2 separate regions of the Mus musculus genome follow, and region 1 is linked to region 2. A link is a contact called in public promoter capture Hi-C data. All regions are on one chromosome and are shown on one strand. The core of a region is the stretch at or near the end of the contact, and the rest is flanking DNA. Distances in the headings are between cores, read along the strand shown.

The links. Promoter capture Hi-C pulls out the DNA fragments that hold promoters and counts their contacts.
Region 1: a contact with region 2 is called in a promoter capture Hi-C map of pre-B cells, with 4 times the contacts expected there. The contact joins the promoter of Lgals2 here to the promoter of C030006K11Rik in region 2. A contact is called at or near these places in 3 of 39 promoter capture datasets (embryonic stem cells, liver and pre-B cells).

Annotation. Positions count from the first base shown.
Region 1 is chr15:78,854,202-78,856,901 of GRCm38.p6, forward strand. Lgals2 (lectin, galactose-binding, soluble 2) reads right to left here and starts at 1,328. Exons shown (of 4, transcript NM_025622.3): 1 at 1,271-1,328. The coding sequence starts at 1,276.
Region 2 is chr15:76,722,520-76,725,219 of GRCm38.p6, forward strand. C030006K11Rik (RIKEN cDNA C030006K11 gene) reads right to left here and starts at 1,326. Exons shown (of 3, transcript NM_145472.2): 1 at 1,136-1,326; 2 at 652-700; 3 at 1-464. The coding sequence starts at 1,297. The coding sequence ends at 19. It overlaps Arhgap39 (Rho GTPase activating protein 39), which reads right to left. Exons shown (of 12, transcript NM_001168288.2): 12 at 1,466-2,657. The coding sequence ends at 2,463.

The DNA.
Region 1 (2,700 bases), core at 78-2,577, 2.1 Mb after region 2:
ATCAGGGAGAACCAGCTGCCCGAGAGAGGGACATCAACTTGTCCAAAGTCACACCAGAAACTTCACAGGAGCCAGATCGGAACACAGGCTCTCGAGAGTGTGCCAATACTCTTGCAATATGTAGATATTAGCCACCTATGGTTTCATCTTGAGCCTCAGTTTCCCTCCCTCCATACTTCTCTCCCTCCCTTCTTCCTTTTCTCTTTCTCTCTTTTTTCTTTCTTTCTCTCTCTCTCTCTCTTTCCTTCCTTCCTTCCTTCCTTCCTTCCTTTTCTTCCATTCTCTCTCTCTCTCTCTCTCTCTCTCTCTCTCTCTCTCTCTCTCTCTCTCTCAACAGGATCTCAGTATGTAGCTGGAACTCATTATATACACCAGGCTGGCCTCAAACTCAGAAATCCCCCTGCCTCTGGCCTTTGAATCCTGGGCTTGCCAGTTGCGCCGTCACATCCAGTTTATGCAGTGCTGGAGATCAAACCCTGGGCTATATGCATGGTGGACAAGCACTTTACCCACTCAGCTTGTTCCATGCAGTTCCTCTGGAAGCGTGATATTTTCTGGTGCTGGAGTTCCAACCCAGGGCCTTGCACTGGCTAAATCACCGCACATGCTATATCGTTGGTCTGGGCCCTTCCCCCAGCCCCTGCCCTACAACTCTCATCTTTATGAGACTCAGTAGAGGTCGGCAGTAATAATTAATACGACTGTTGCTGTCCTCAAAGAGGGAAAGGAAAGTTCTGGCCCTGAACTTGGTGGTGACAGAGAGACAGACAGCTTCAATGCTAAGGGTTTGAGAGATTATCCACCAGTTTTCTTCTTTTAGTTTTAGAGACAGGGTCTCTCTACATAGCTCTGGCTATCCTGGAGCTCACTCTCTATAGACCAGGCTGGTCTTGAACTCAGAGATCCTCCTGCCTCTGTCTCCCTAGTGCTGGGATTAAAGGCATGTGTCACCAGCTTGGCAACCCAGCTTTCTTTTTGGTTCTCCGGGAGAAACTGACACAAAGAGAAGGGTGGCAATAATGGACCCCAGAAGCCGGGTGGTGGTGGCACTTGGGAGGCAGAGGCAGGTGGATTTCTGAGTTCAAGGCCAGCCTGGTCTAAAAAATGAGTTCCAGGACAGCCAGGGCTACACAGAGAAACCTTGTCTTGAAAAAACAAACAAACAAACAAATAAATAAACAAACAATGGACCCCAGAACCCCCCAACCCACACACTCTAGCAAAGACACATGAGCAGAAGGAAGTGGGTGCAGAGGGCCAGCATCCTCACCGACATGGTGACAGCTCCTGGCCACAGCTCTCCCAGTTGCTCCTAGAGGTTTGTGCTCAAGGTATCCCCTCTTGGTCAGGCTTATAATCCCAGAGTATTACACATTAACCACCCCGAGGCCATAAATAAGGACTTTGGACCTTTATCTCCTAATATCACCCGGTCTGTATATGCAGGCACTCACTCAACAAACAGGAAGATGGCTCCTCACTCACTCTGACTCGATCGTGAGCATCCCTCTGGCCCCGCTTCTGGCAATTCCTACCAGCCTCCGTGGTCAGTACTCCACAAAGCCCAAGGGAGGATGCCCTAGTGCCACCCCCACACAAACCACAAACACCCCGATCTTGGCAGGCCATCCAACCTCTTTGCTGAGCCCAGCTCCTACAACCACAAAAAGACAGGCTGGCTCTGTTAAAAGATGTCCAAGCTTCTAATTTTCAGTGTGTCTGTGAGTCATTCAAAGACTTTTTTCTCCCTTCTCTCATCCATGCTTTTTCTGATTATACATATAATTTGTTTCTTTTTTTTTCTTCTTGTGAAACAGAGTCTGACCATTTAGCCCAGGTTAGCCTTGGACTCTCTATTCTCACACTTCTGCCCCAAGTGCTGGGATTACAGGCAGGAAACACTATATCTGGCTGCACACATTTTGCTTCAAAAGTGGTAGATTCACATCTAGGGCCAGTGAGATGGCTCGACGGATAAAGGTGCCTGCTGCCAAGCCTAACCACCGGGGTTTGCTTCCCGGAGCTCACATGATGGAAGGAAAGAACCAACTCTTGCAAGGTGTCCCCTCTGACCTCCACACATGGACCATGGCACATGTGCACACACAAATAAGTATAACTGAAGTGCTTAAAAACGGGCGGAAGAAGATGCCAAAAGTCAACTATTCTGCGAGGGCTGGGTGGTTCAGTGGTGTGCTGTATCCTCAGGATGCATGCCCTGTGGCTTCCATCCCTGGCACCATGCACAAAAGAGCTTGGTTCTGCTGGGACACAGACCAAACGTGCAGGAGGGAACCCAAGGGTTCGGGACACTGGGGGTTTCTGTCCTTCGCCCTTTATGCCTATGAATTTTGTGGTAGTTGGGGTCCATATACACAATTAGATACTGTCAAGAGGAAGAAACCTGACGTAGTTCCTCTGCTGGGAGGGAACCTGTGCTGCCCGTCCTTCCAGTGGGTTTGTACCACAGACAGGTCTCTACAGTTGTTTATCCTACTTCATTTGGGAACACTGAGGCTCACAGATCTGCACTTCAGAATCAGATGTCGCTGGCTGTGAAACACTCCAGCTCTCCAAGGCTTAGTTTATAGAAGCCATGTCCTACCTCTGAGCACTACTTCATCTTAGTCTGCCCCATTAAAAAACGCTACTCCCAGGCTGGAGAGATGGCTCAGTGGTTAAGAGCACTGACTGCTCTTC
Region 2 (2,700 bases), core at 76-2,575:
ACAGCCCCAGCTGGAGTCTCAGGGCGGCGGGGCAGCGGGCAGCAGCGGGGCCAGATCCATAGTTAGGGCGATGCGGCGACCTTGCCAGTGTACGTGAGAGGGGACCGTAGGGGAGCTAGGCCCATACTCGAAGCAAGCGCTGAGCTCGAAGGCCAGGGCCGAGCGCACTAGACCCACACCGCCTGCGCGCTCCGGGGCCGGGTGGTACAGGCGCCCATTGGCCGCCAGGGGTAGCAAGCGAGCCGGCTCGAAGGGTATCGCCAGCGCCTCGCCACCGCCACAGTAGGAGAGACGAGGTGACTCGCTGTCGGAAGCCAGGAGGTGCGTGAAGACCACTGGCCGGTCTTCACAGCGCAGGAAGTTACGCTCTCTGCCGCAAAGCGAGAGGAAGGGGAAGGAAGCCTCGTAGCGCCCGCTGTGGTTGGGTCTCAGACGGGAGAAGAAAGTGACCAGGAACTGCAGGTCTGTGGGAACAAAAGGCACGATCATGCTCGGTGACCCAGCTTCCCCGACACGCTCCTTTTCCTGGGAATACCAGCACTGGCACGAGACAGCGGCCCCCCCTCGTGGATGGTGCCTTCCCTCAGAGTCGGGGAGCCGAGGCCCTGAAGGGTAGAGAGAGACACGAGGGAGCAGTGCAGTAAGCAATACCTTTGAAGCAGGTGATAAAGTTCTTCATTTTGGAGTCATCTAGGAAAAGCTGCAGAAGGGACACAGTGGACAGTAAGTCCTGGCAAGAAAGCCGGTGGTGTTCGCTGTCCTTGCTTTTCTGTCTAATGTGTTCAGGGGGGCATGTGGAAGGGCCCTGCGGACTCTCCCCACATCTACAGACAGGTTTCCAGGGTTGCAGCCCTCACCCCTTTTTCTACAGCAGGTTTGACAGCCGCTTGTCCCTAGCAATCGCGAGCAAGCACTCGGCTCTGGGACTGCTGCTAGGACAGGCTAGTGTGCGCGGGATTACGATGCGGTGAAAGCGGAAGGCCCCGGAATTAACTCTTCCAGCCTGGGCTTTGAAAGGTTCAAAGCCACGCGTAGCACCTATCCCAGGTCTCGCCTCTAGAACTACTCCCCACCCGGTGCCGATGGATTCCGCAGTCCCCTCAGGTCTCCTCCCTCTGTCACACGCCAGGCACACCTGGCCTTGGTGATCCACATAGTAGAAATACTCGCGGGTTCTGGGCTCCGGGCTTTGACCCTGTGTGTAGGAGACACGCTCGACCCCACTGCAGGTCCGAGCTCTCTGCGACCTCGCCAAGACTAGAGCCAAGTTACGCACTGCCCCACTAGGCGGCCACATTCTTCCACACCGGAAGCGGATCACACAGTGTTGTGCCTGGGGCTTTGGGTTCCGCCGGCAACACGTGCTCGGAGGGGCGGAGCTGTCTATCCCGCCCCCGGAAGTAGCTGCCAGACGTGGACTCCCCCGCCCCCTTGTCAGAAGTAACCTGAAAGAAACACAATCAGCGAGTGTGCACTTGAACTTTATTCACACGGAGCACTGTCCCCTCGAGCCACACGTACGAGGGAGCGCCTGCGGCCGAGAGGCCCTGGAGAGAGAGGCCAGGACCTCCGCATGACGGGACTTTTGTTTTTAATAAATAAAAACTCTAAAAATATATATATATAAACAGGAGAAATGAAGTTTGACAACTGTTGGAACTCAGATTCCAGAATGGAAAACGCAAACGAGTCCAGGCAGGTCTCATCCACGCGCCGCCCGTGTGTGGAGTTTGGTCAGAGGCCGCGAGGTCAAAGGAGGGTGGTGCTAACTTGCTCAGCGCGAGGACCGCAATGGCAGTTCAAGAGCTAAATAGCATCTGGTTAAAACTATGTCCTTAGCAAACTTAGTTCTGTCGTTCTATTTATATCTTTATACACAAGTAGGCTGGGTATCGGATAGATTCTGTAGTCAAAAAACAAAAAACCTCTCGCCCTCCCTCACCCGCCCCAAGAAAGCCTGCCTAGCCCTGGCCCTAACCCAGAGGGCTTTGGTTTGGGGCCTCCCCTTGCACAAAGACCTATTAGGCATCGAGCCGACGGAGCCAAGTCCTAGTAGTGGCCAGCACAGCTCTCCAGAACGCCTCTAACTCTCCTTCTGGCCCCAGCCAGAGGCCCCTAGACTAGGGTGGGAGGGATCAGGGCGAGAGTGCCTTGGTGGAGGATTGCCCTGAAGAGGGGACAAGGTCCTGTTGCCCTGAGCAACGCGGTATGTGCTTCAGCCGACCAGGAGGGCAGTGTCGCTCGGCTCCGGGAAACAGAAGGCACTTCTCGGGGCTGGCTTGCGACTGGCAGGGCGAGCCGGTACCTGCAGGAACTGGCCGCGAGATATGGCGCGGCTGCTTGGCCCCGGGAGGGCCTAGGGCGGGGCCGGCGTCTGGCGGGGCCTGGCATGCTGCCTCGCGCTGGGGCCTTCCCTCCCACCTTCCCGGGTGTCACCCTAGCAGGCGTCCATAGCCCGCGTGCTATAGCACGCCCTCCATGAAGCTGGTATCTAAATGCTGAATGAGCACTCGAAGGAAGGACATCTCCTTTCGTGTATTCTCGAAGATGACGCGAGGATCATCCGACTGGCAGCGCAGGCAGTTGGGTGCCATCACCATAGCCAGGTTGCTGACGTCCATTTTGGTGATGGCTACGTTGGCTGGCTGCACGAACACCTGTGTGAGGGGGTCCGGGTGAAGGGAGAGGAGAGCAGAGTGG